Linked DNA regions of Gossypium hirsutum: regions 2 and 3 are each linked to region 1. A link is a contact called in public Hi-C data. All regions are on one chromosome and are shown on one strand. The core of a region is the stretch at or near the end of the contact, and the rest is flanking DNA. Distances in the headings are between cores, read along the strand shown.

Region 1 (3,892 bases), core at 438-2,937:
ATGAATTGTGGCATAGCAGGAAGTTGAATCTTAATCATTTTAAGATTTGGGAATATCCGACCCATGTATTGGATAAAGATACGAGGAAGTTAAACTTAGGGACAAAATTGTGCATGTTTGTAGGATATCCAAAGGGAACAAAGGGCGGTTTGTTTTATAAACCAAAAGAGCAAACTGTTATAGTCTCAACTCATGTTACTTTCCTTGAAAAAAGCTACATGAATGACTTCAAACCTCGAAGTAAAGAGGTACTCGAGGAGCTTTTGGGAAATATACAAAACCCTACGGAAATGGTTTCAAAACCAACTCTTAATAGTAGACCTACAAACAATCAGTAGCATAGGGAGTCTAGTTGTAGTGGGAGGGTCTCTCGTAGGCCTAAGTTCTTCTAATCTGGCAGAAGTGTTCTTAACACTGAGTCTATCGAGCAGGAAGATGATGACCCACTCACATATGACAAAGCAATGTAGAATGCTGATTCCAAGCTCTGGGAAATAACTATGAAAGCTGAGATAGACTTAATGTATTCCAACTCAGTGTGGGAACTTATAAACTTACCGAAATGGATAAAACCCGTAGGGGTAAGTGGATCTACAAGAAGAAAAAAAGTACGAATGGAAAAGTGGAAACTTATAAGGCCAGATTTGTAGTAAAAGGTTATACTCAGAAAGAAGGCATTGATTACGAAGAAACCTTCTCTTCGATTGCCATACTCAAGTTAATCCATATATTACTATTCATTGCGACGACTCTTGATTACGAGATCTAGCAAATGGATGTCAAGACAACGTTTTTGAACGGCTATCTTGAAGAGAGTATCTACATTATGCAACCCACCGAATATATAGCTAAAGAAAATGAGCATAAAGTTTGCAAACTACTTAGATCCATATATGAACTTAAACAAGCGTCCTACTCATAGAATCAAAGATTTGATCAAGCAATCAAGACTTTTGGATTTGAGCAAAATGTAGATAAACATTTAAGGAATGAAAAAGTGGTCTTTCTCATTCTATATTTCGATGATATTCTACTCATTCGGAATGATGTAGGAACATTGTCATCGGTTAAACTATAGTTAACCCCCCAACAGTTTAGCATGAAGGATTTGGAAGAAGTTAATTTCATTTTAGGTATTCGAATCCTAAGAGATTGAAAGAACAAAGTGATAGCACTGTCTCAGGCTTTATACATAGACAAGATATTGGACGTTATTTAATGAGCGATTCGAGGAAGGGAAATCAACCTTTCGTATCAGGATTTCATCTCTCTCTAGAGGATTGTCCTAAGACAGCGGAAGAAAAAAAGAACATGAAAAAGTTTCCTTATGCTTCGTAAAAAAACTTAAACAAAGAAAAGTAAAAAAAAATTAATATTTTTAATGTAATGTTTATTATTATGTTTTTAATTTAGTGTTGTTATTATTATTTTTTAACTAAGGAAAAAAATATCATGGATTTTTTTATATTTTAAACATATCTGAAAAAAAAAAGAATATGTATAAATTTGATTAACCACTTAAATTAATTAAATTAATCCTGTGATTAAAAATTTTTAAATTTCAATTATAATTGAATTCGAGTATTCACTGTGTGTATATTTTACCAATCCCTATTCAATATTGATTCGATTGGATGTTGAATTTTTAGTATAAAGGGCCTTCTAGGCCCATAATAAGGTCATTTCTGTTACGCAAAAGATCCCGTCCAAGTCCAGCAGCAGGATAGGAGATTCGGACTCTTAATAACAAAACCACTTAAACAAGGGTAAAACGGGTAACAAAGTAAACTATTTTTAGGGTTTTCCTTCAACGCCTCCATATAATCAAATAACGAAGAAACACAAGGTTGGACTGCGAGCTTTGAATTTTAGGTGTTCCTGCAGAGTGAGGAAGCTCCCCTGAAAACTTCAGTTGAAAATGGTAAAATAAAGCCTCTTTCCCTCTCCATGTATTTCATTAGATCTCCGAGTCTGATTTTTTTTTCATGGTCAATGCCACTTTCTTAATGATGATTGTTTGTTCTTCAGATCCTCTTTTACCTGTAATCGTTTCATTATTTTCTCTGTTGTTGGCTTGCTTTTTTTTTTCTTTCGTTTATGTTCTTAGTGAAGATGGGTTGAAATTTGGTTTGGTTTAAAAGATTTTGAGAAATAGTTTGGGTTCTGTATTTTAGGAGACATGTGAAAGATGTGAGCTTTTCCTTAGATTATAGTTTTATGGATTGTGAAACTTTGGTAAATGGTTGTGCATTCAATGTATGTATTTTCTCTTTCTGTTTCATTGGAATATTTTCAATGAGGTACTTTGCCCTTGGTTTGCTTGAAAATATTGCTATTAATTGCATTGAGGTGATGAGTTTTTTCTTCTTCTTTATTTTTATTTTTATTTTTTATTTTTTTGTATCTTTTGATCTCAGTGTCAACTCGAGTCGTGAGATTAACTCATTTAATGCTGGGCTGGTCTGGTTTGATAAATGATTGTTTAAAAGTTTGGACTAAATTGCTGCTTAACAAACTTAGCTGAAATACTTGGAATGTTGGAATGTTTGGTTAGCATGAATGTCCAGTTTTTATTTATTTATTTCCAGTAGTCCTAGTTTGTGTTTTCCTTGTGTTCGAGCAGTTAATTGACCTGTCGATGATGGTCTTTAGGCTTTTAATATCATGTTTTCTGGTTCTGCTTTATTTCCTAAGATTTGTATTCTGATGCACAGCCTAAGCAAATTCATGAGATCAAGGACTTCCTTCTCACTGCTAGAAGGAAAGATGCTCCCTCTGTAAAAATCAAGAAAAGCAGAGATGTTGTAAAGTTCAAGGTCCGCTGCTCCAAGTACTTGTACACCCTTTGCGTGTCTGATGCTGAGAAGGCCGACAAGTTGAAGCAGTCTCTTCCTCCAGGTAATTCATGATGGAGGAGCCTCTTTTACATTCTTGTTTTTATTGAACCTATGTCCATATTTGAAATTACTTTCCCGTTACTTATACATCTTTACCGTCATTGTTTTCATGTTTGCAGGTTTGAGCGTCCAAGACTTGTGAAATTACAACTGCCCTTAGCTTCTACTAGGCAATGAAAACTAGATTTTGACTTTTAGTTTATTGCTTGCATTTCGTGTCGTTTTGCAACAATCAAAAGTTTTTATAATGGATTTTTATTTGGTGTGTTTTTTATGGACGTTAGTAATGTTATTAGAACCCTTTATTTATTTTAGTGTTCGTGTTCTACATCTTAGTTTGGCACATATTGGATAATCAAACATATGAAAAAGAAAAGAATCAATATATTCTGGTTCAATATGTATCCGTCTTCGATTTGATGAAATGACTGACAATTGTCTTCATCGTCGCTCATATCTGTTGACCGCTACCAAGCTTTATGGTATGAAGTTTTTTATTTCCTGTTGCTGTAATGTGAGAAATACGATTGCCATGCTGGTTTTGCCCTTGAGTGGCTGTCTTAGCTTTGATTGGACAGCCCTTGGCAACTAGAGCACTGAGAGAGTTTATTAAACGACATTGTCCGTCTATTGTTTTTCCTATGGGAACAAAGCAAAGAAAGGGTAAGCTCTAGAAGAATCGCAACAGGCTCAGTTTCAGGAAATGGTTACTATGTGGACCCAATATACAAATCAGGTGGCTTGCCTCTGAGGTGGAATAATGAAATGGACCTCAAATCGTTGGAAGCTCAAATAATGGAGCAAAATTGTGGGAACCGGCAAAATGTGGCGGAGGGATGGAACCAAGAGGAGAGATTCTTCCATAAACAAAATGCTTGAGAACATGAACGCTGCAAATTGTAGCCTTCAAGCATATGATTGAAGAAAGTTTGGTAATAGCAAAAGGATGATAGATGCTTCATTAAAGAGATCGACAAGGTTTCAACAATTAAGCC
Region 2 (3,892 bases), core at 859-3,358, 210 kb before region 1:
GGTGTGCATATCTTGCGGCGCTTAACTCAAATGGCCGCTAATACTATTATTTAGCGGCGTTTTCTCGTAAGCGCCACTAATTATAGTATACATCAAGACCAAAACTCTGAGTTTTGGTTAAGAAATTTAGCAGCGCTTTTGGAGAAACGCCGCTAATAGTACGCTTTAGCGGCGTTTTACAGTAAGCGCCACTAATCCTAATATACCTCAAGACCAAACTCTGCGTTTTGGTGTGCATATCTTGCGGTGATTCTAGAAAATCGCCGCTAATGTTATGCTTTAGCGGCGTTTTTCCCTAACGCCACTAATTGTATTATACATCGAGACCAAACCACTGCATTTTGGTTAACATTTTTTGCGGCGCTTCTATAAAGCGCCACTAATTCTAATATACATCAAGATCAAAACTCTGCATTTTGGTTATCATATTTTGCGGCGCTTTCCGTAAGCGCCGCTAAGACTTGTTTTACTGGCGTTTTTTTGTAAACGCCACTAATTCTAATATACATCGATACCAAAACGATGCGTTTTCGTTAAGATTTTTGCGGCACTTCCCGCAATGCGCCGCTAATACTTGCTTTAGCGGCGTTTTATCATAATCGCCACTAATTATTGTATACATCAAGACAAAAACGATGCGTTTTGGTCTTGAGATTTTGCGGCGCAAAACCAAAAACGCCGCTAGTGATGTTCTTTTACGGCGTTTTGATGGAACCGCTGCTAATGCCAGATATTTAGTGGCGTTTTATTTTTTGTGCCGCTAATGCTCGATTTTTAGCGGCGTTTTCCGTCAAAACGCCACAAAATATGCCGCTAAAAGTCTGTTTTGGTGTAGTGATTAGCCACATCACCCAAAGTTAATGGTCGACACAATCAACACCGTGCTATGTTAATGGAATGGATAACATGATTTTTTTCTTTAGTGAATAAGAAATTGATTTTTTTCATTTTTTGTTAGGGATTTTTGTATGCACGATAGTTAATATTAATGTAGGTATTGAAGATATTTCTTTTTCCTTGTAAGAAGATGTCTGTTAGTAAAATGCTTCCAGATGGTGCAGTGAGAAGAGGCTACTCAAAATTTTCTCGCACCATACACCATGCATGCGAAACTACTAGATAAATATATGTTTTGTTGCTCCTTTTTTGTTTCAATATTTTTTTATGCTTCAACTTCTTTGGTCATTGAGCTAATCAAGCAAAACTTTTTTTTTTCTCAGCAGAAAACTTTATTATTAAGAAAGCCACTAAATTAGTGGCAAAATAAAGACCCAAAGACAAGTCAATGTTCCCACCAGACAAAACACCACCAGTAAAAAAAGTGTTCAACAAATACAGAAAAAATCATACTCTCAAATCCATATACAAGCATAAAACAAACCCTAATCAGGAAAAATCTCCCCATCTTAAGGCCCAAAACCAGCACACAATACACCAAATTGGCAAGCTTCACCACCATGCCAATAAGAGACTTGTTCTATTTGTTCCAACTTTTGCAAGTGCATCTACCATGTCATTTGCCTCTTTGAAACTCGTTGACATAACACAGTTGTTTATAGTTGACAAATGCTGTTGTCGATTTGATTAAACATCTCCCAAAGTTTCGAAGGACGAGACAAAGTAAATTGACACCAATTCTCCACCACAACTGAGTCCGATTAGATAATAAGTGGAACCAAATTCTTTCATTCAATACTTTCCTAAGTATTCAATGTTGTCTTGATGGTAATACCTCTACCGCATTAGAATCGGTAATGCCCGACTGGCTAGAAAACAGTGCTGAAATATCTCTTGTCGAATTCCTTAAGACTCCCCAATATCTCCCTAGACTCGACTTACCCCTTGTGGATCAAACGACATTAAATTTGAAACATCTGCTTAGAGGTGGAGACCACAATATGCCTCTATGAACAACACACCCACGGCTTGATGATACACATAAAAGTCGGTTATCCTACCATGTTGACTCTAAGATACACAGATTTTCTTTCAGAGCTTGAATCCAATACAATGTTCTCAATTTGCATTAGAAGAAGATGTCAGTAATCTTCCATTGTTTACTTTCGAACCAAGCCGCGTTACACCCCAACCAAAAATCGCATAGCAGCTAATAATCCATAACCTTTTGACAATACTTGTGAAATTAAACTCTAAATAGCCATGCAAAAAGCTCGAAACACAGGGCAAAATGAAATCAGCCACCAATTGAAAAATAACGTCCAAAACTCGAGAACCTAGCACATTCGAAAAATAAATGACCTTGAGCTTCCGACATTACCTTGAACGCTAAACATTGAAATGAGGTCTCTTACAACTAGTTAAGTATATATAGCAAATAGGTCGATCTTATTATACTAGGAGTTTAGTTGGTTAATGACATTCGGTTTTCATTCATTAAATTCAAAATGAAAACAAAATAAAAGGAACTAAGAAAAGTATCTAAGAAAAGAAGCTATATAAATTCACATTTATTGTCACACTTGCGTAAAGGTTAACATTTATCTGATTATTATGGTAACATGGTTTCTTGGCTTGAAACCTTTTCTTGCAGCAAAGGTGCAAACTGGAAAGTTAAACTTGGAATAATCATGCTTTTAAGGTAATGCTTCTTTTTTATTGTGATGAGTCATTTTGAAAGAATAGAGTTGCTAATCATGGAATTAATATAGAATTTTGGGTACTTCATTTTGCATTTTTCATCAGTCTTCTCTTTTAGTTCTTGAATCGTTTCTCTTGAAAATTAGATTGTTGAACTTTAGCCATGGACTTGTGTTAGTTTTTGGTGTTGGGTTTTTGCCTCTTATTTTTAACTTTTTGTTGTTTTTATTTGTGTCATTTCATTGTTGTTTTCCTTTTTTCCATAAATATCAATAATGTTGCATATCATGTTTAATGGAGGCATTATCAGGATCCTCTTTTCTTTCCTTTTTATTTTTTGGGCCAACGAAGAGAAAAAGGGTGGTGTGAGTTTTAGCAATTAGAGGAATGGGTAAATTCTTAAGGTGACCTACCGGGAAATTGTAGTATGGTGACCGTGTCTTGATGACAATAAACTATTAGTTCTTTATATCCAATGTTGCAAAATATACAGGTAGATACGTTGAAAGGGAAAGATGATAGTGAAGAGAAGAAACCGACAGGCGATAAACTTTGCAGCTTGATGCTGACAAATACAGATCAGTGACGAACAACGATGATGATAGCCAAGAGTTTATATTTGTCGACCACTTTCTTGCAAGAGCTTTCACGTGGATTTAGTCATGACGAGATTGCATCAAACAGCCCCTTTGGGTGGAAAAGTGCCGACTATAATAAGCAAGTTGGGTTCTTTGGCCCCATCCTTCAAAGTAATATCTGAATTATGTCATCACAACTAATTTCTCTATCATGAAATATCTAGTGTATGGAAATATCTCATGGATGGCTGATGTTAAGATTTTAGCTTTTCAACTATTCTTGAAACACTTGCACGAGCGAGGATACTTTATGCTTCCTCACCACTTTTGTTAATTATTGACTTGTAAAATCATTTGAAACCTAAATTACTAGGACTCAAATGTGAAATAAGACATGGGTATGTGTTTGAATTAGTATATTCATTTTTTTAGGTTCTCCTATTAAAAGTTGGAGCAACTAAACATCCCACCATCTCATAGTTACCTTCCGTTTTTATGAATTTCATTTTGTAATCCCAGTGAGCCTATTGTCTTGCATCCTTACATACACAATAAATAATATTTGTTGTTTATTTTTTATTTTTTATTTTTTATGAAACTCATAACTTAATCCTCCATGAATATGTTTAAGACACAGTTACTCCCATTGTTATTATACAATATATCTTAAAAGATCATTATTTCATAAACTTGTATCAAAAGAATGGACCCCGCAA
Region 3 (3,892 bases), core at 568-3,067, 140 kb after region 1:
TTTAACCTAAAATTTTTATTTAAAATGATGATTTAACGTGCAACGTCAACTTACTGTTACACCATTAATGACAATTAATGACTCAGTGACTAAATGTTACAACACGTTAACGCAAATGACTAAAACATAACATTTCAAACATAAGTGACTAAAATGTAACATGAGATAAACAAAAATGACCATTTTAATAGTTTACCTTTATTTAATATGGGTGAAAAGTTTTTATTGCATGTTGAAATTTTGTCATAATAAAATGTAACATGAGATAAACAAAAATGACTATTTTATTTTTTTTTAATTTTTTAAATACAACTTAAAAATACATAATAAAATCTCAACCCCTTGTGGAGTTAAAAATTTTCACTGCTAACATGCCAAATAATTATCCTTTTATTATTATTTTACTATACTCAAAAAAAAAATGTCATCATTCTAAATTGGTTTGTAGAATTTTCGTTTACTCCATTAATGATATACAAAATAATAATCCATAAAATAAATTATATAAATTTCATATCACATGATGCTTCCTCAACAGTGCTGTGTGTATATATAAGTAACTCCTAAATTACTCATAAACCCTTTAATAGTTAAGTTGGAAGATAATAAATATTTAAGTGTATTTAAACATATATAGTCGGTATTACTATAATAGCATCAGTGCCACTGATTTAAAATTTACTCGTTTTAATAGTTATTTTTTTGATTAAAATTAGAGTGTTCACTATTGATAGTAGTGTTAATCATTTCAATGCGAATACTTTCTGAAAAAAGATGACTAATTATAAAATACATTTCACTCATGAGTAAAAATTAACCTCAACCTTATAATTAAAAGATAAGTTGAGTAACCAAAAAGTTATATTCCATAGTCTACTCAATTTCTACAATTCTACCTAATACATTGCGTACAATTGTACCCATCATTTTCATATCACATGGTGATTCCTCAACAGTTAATTTTGTACAATTGTAGCTAATAATTTAATCAAAGTAATACTTAATATGGGTGATACTACCAATTCCTTTCAAGGGATTTGAGAAGTACCTCAAAGGGGTCAATTTTTGCACACTCTTTAGTTAATCTTAATATAATAATTCGTGTATTTAAAATGTTATATAAATTTTGTTCATATTTGATAATATTTATATTTTTATATAAATGCATATTTGAGGACTAAACTTATGAAGTATACCTCCTACCACAAGCTTCGATTCATGATATGTGACGGGTGACATTTCCAATAAAAATGTGGTTAACATTAAAAATTCAATATTCATTATTATAAAAACAGAAAACTAGATTCAATTTTAATTTAATTGCTGCTATTATAACATTTTTTTCTCTAATTCAAGTAAATAATAAATTCTAAAGTAAGAAACAAGAATTAATGTACCAAAAAGAAAAAAAAAAACCATGGAGTAAATTAAGATGAGGATATTGATATACAAAAAGGGAATGATAATTCATAAGAAAATTGATGGTTTTCTAGAGTCTGGGCATACAATGGTTGAAGGTTGAAGAAAGCAAAATATCCTAGACAATTTTTTTAATTTCTTAGTCAATAATGCCATGTGGTGAGAAGGATTTATGAATAAATTTTTTTTTATTTTGAGATTATTTGATAAATAATGTAAATTTAAGAGTTACAAAAATTAAATAATTTTTTAAATTAAAAAATAAATAAATTATTATGTAAAAATAAAAAATATTAAAAAAAAGCAATTATCTCGGTGATGTGACAACCTTTATTCAGGTAACCGACAAGCCATTACCTTGTTTCTAACACCCCCCATTACTCTGCACATGCACCATTTGCATAACAAAATAAAATAACATTTTCCAAGTTTCCATTATTCTTCAATTAAAATACTAAACCCTATTTAAAACTTAAAAATTAACTTTTTCATCTGGGAAAAGAATTCATTGATTAATTTTTATAATCTGAAAAAGTATTTCTTTTCAAAAGAAATAAAATATATTCATTGAATGTGTGTTAGAAAATATATTTTATGGAAAAAAGTGAAAGCAACAAGTGTTTTGTTTAGCAATTAAAAAAGTTGTCCTTAATGAAAAACTGAAATCTGAATTTAGAAATAACTTACTCTCTACCAAGATTCCTACCCAGTTCTTGTAAGAATTCATGAAAGCTCATTTTCAATTTTTCCACCATTGAGCAGTTTTTTTGTTTACCAAAGTACTGGAAACTCAAACAGAAGCCAAAGTGGGTCAGTTTCCAAGTTTTGTATTCATTATATGTTTGTGCATGTGTATATATGTAAATGTGTCAGATTCTGACACACATTTTCTTCCTTTTTCTCTATCTTTCTTGTGTTATGCCAATCATGCATTAAACCAACCAATCTATTATTCTCTTTTTTTTTCCACTTTTTTTCCTGTTTCCTGCAAATTTTCAGCAACCCTTTCTCAAGCTCTGTTTTTTTTTAAAAAAAAATCTTTTATCGTCCTTGAAAAATAACCTTTTTTAAAGTTAAAATCAACCCAAAGTTTTTCCATTTTTTTTGCTCTTCTTTTACATTTCCATTTTGGGTTTTGGTCAGTAAATGGTTGATATTTGAAGAAATTGTTCTATACAAACAGCCAAAGTCCATTATGATTTATTAATTTGTCTATTTTCTTATCTGGGTTTGGTGGATTTTTACAAGTTGTACCACCATTATTGTTGTTGTTACTTCTAATTATTGAATACATCTCATTCCATCAAAATTTTCTTTGTTTAGGGGGGTCTATGATTAATGTGCTTTTTTGTTAATAAATCTCTTCTGGGTGATTGTCTAACCTGTTGTTTTCCCTTTCTTTATTTGTTAAACTAATATTAAAGAGCCCAAAAAAGTTGCAGTAAAGCAATCCATTAGTCTGAATCTAGTACAATTTGTTGCAAATATCATCTTCCATATATATATTTGTTGTGAAATGTTAAGCTTTGATCCATGATTGGGTTTGTTTTTCTCAATCCGGGTATTGACCCCAAAGTTGTTTTATTTTCAGTTTGTTTGACTCAAGGTCTCAGTTGTTCTCTCACACAACCTGTTTGAGTTTATTTGTGTGAGGTTTTTGTTTGTAAAGAGTAATGCAATTTGGAGGCACCCAAAATGGCAAATCTTGTTCCAGGGGTTCTTCTGAAGCTTTTACAGCATATGAACACGGATGTGAAGGTTGCTGGTGAGCACAGGTCATCTCTATTGCAAGTAGTGAGTATAGTTCCTGCACTAGCAGGAGGTGAGCTCTTCCCTAACCAAGGCTTTTACCTTAAGGTTTCAGATTCATCTCATGCTACATATGTATCATTGCCTGATGAACATGATGATCTGATTCTTAGTGATAAGATCCAATTAGGTCAGTTTATTCATGTTGATCGCTTAGAATCCGCTTCACCGGTTCCCATTCTTCATGGGGTTAGGCCGGTCCCTGGGCGACACCCTTGTGTTGGGAGCCCTGAGGATATTGTTGCAACTCATTCTCTTGGATTCCTTAATAATGGTAGTAAAAATGGCTCTGGTATTTCAAAACCTGGAGAGAAAGTTAAGTCACCATCAAAGCAAGTCAGTGGAGAGAAAGATAAATCTGTTGGGAGTAGATCAAATGGTGGTGCAAGAGAGGATCAATTGGATAAGAAAATGGCTTCTTTGACTAGATCAAAGTCTCAATCGACTAAACCGACATTGACTTCAGATACGAAGAAGGAACCTTTGGGGAAATTGAAGGTTCTAAGCTCACGGTCGATTCCGTCTTCCCCCACTAGTTGTTATTCATTGCCAACATCTTTTGAGAAGTTTGCCTCTGGGATTAAGCAGCAGGCGGAAATAAAGGCTCTGAGAAAGGGAAGTCCCAAGGTGGGATCCATGGAGAAGCCCAGTTCTTTACATGGGA

What was found. Hi-C and Micro-C count contacts between places; a contact is called where the count stands out from the background.
Region 2: a contact with region 1 is called in a Hi-C map of leaf, with 3 times the contacts expected there. The contact joins the enhancer-like site here to the promoter of LOC107915400 in region 1. A contact is called at or near these places in 2 of 34 Hi-C or Micro-C datasets (leaf and seedling).
Region 3: a Hi-C map of leaf shows a contact between it and region 1, with 2.2 times the contacts expected there. The contact joins the promoter of LOC107914653 here to the promoter of LOC107915400 in region 1. A contact is called at or near these places in 3 of 34 Hi-C or Micro-C datasets (callus and leaf).

The regions. Positions count from the first base shown.
Region 1 is chrD10:22,644,943-22,648,834 of Gossypium_hirsutum_v2.1, reverse strand. LOC107915400 (60S ribosomal protein L38) reads left to right here and starts at 1,687. Exons shown (of 3, transcript XM_041102213.1): 1 at 1,687-1,921; 2 at 2,715-2,898; 3 at 3,017-3,297. The coding sequence starts at 1,919. The coding sequence ends at 3,039.
Region 2 is chrD10:22,855,922-22,859,813 of Gossypium_hirsutum_v2.1, reverse strand. No RefSeq gene overlaps it. Among protein-coding and RNA genes, the nearest start is that of LOC107949919, 17 kb to the right of the region's middle. Within about 2 kb of position 2,108, at least 1 of the 9 cell types and tissues checked has an H3K27ac peak or open chromatin away from gene starts, as enhancers often do.
Region 3 is chrD10:22,505,855-22,509,746 of Gossypium_hirsutum_v2.1, reverse strand. It overlaps LOC107914653, which reads left to right and starts at 1,817. Exons shown (of 4, transcript XM_016843625.2): 1 at 1,817-3,892. The coding sequence starts at 3,115.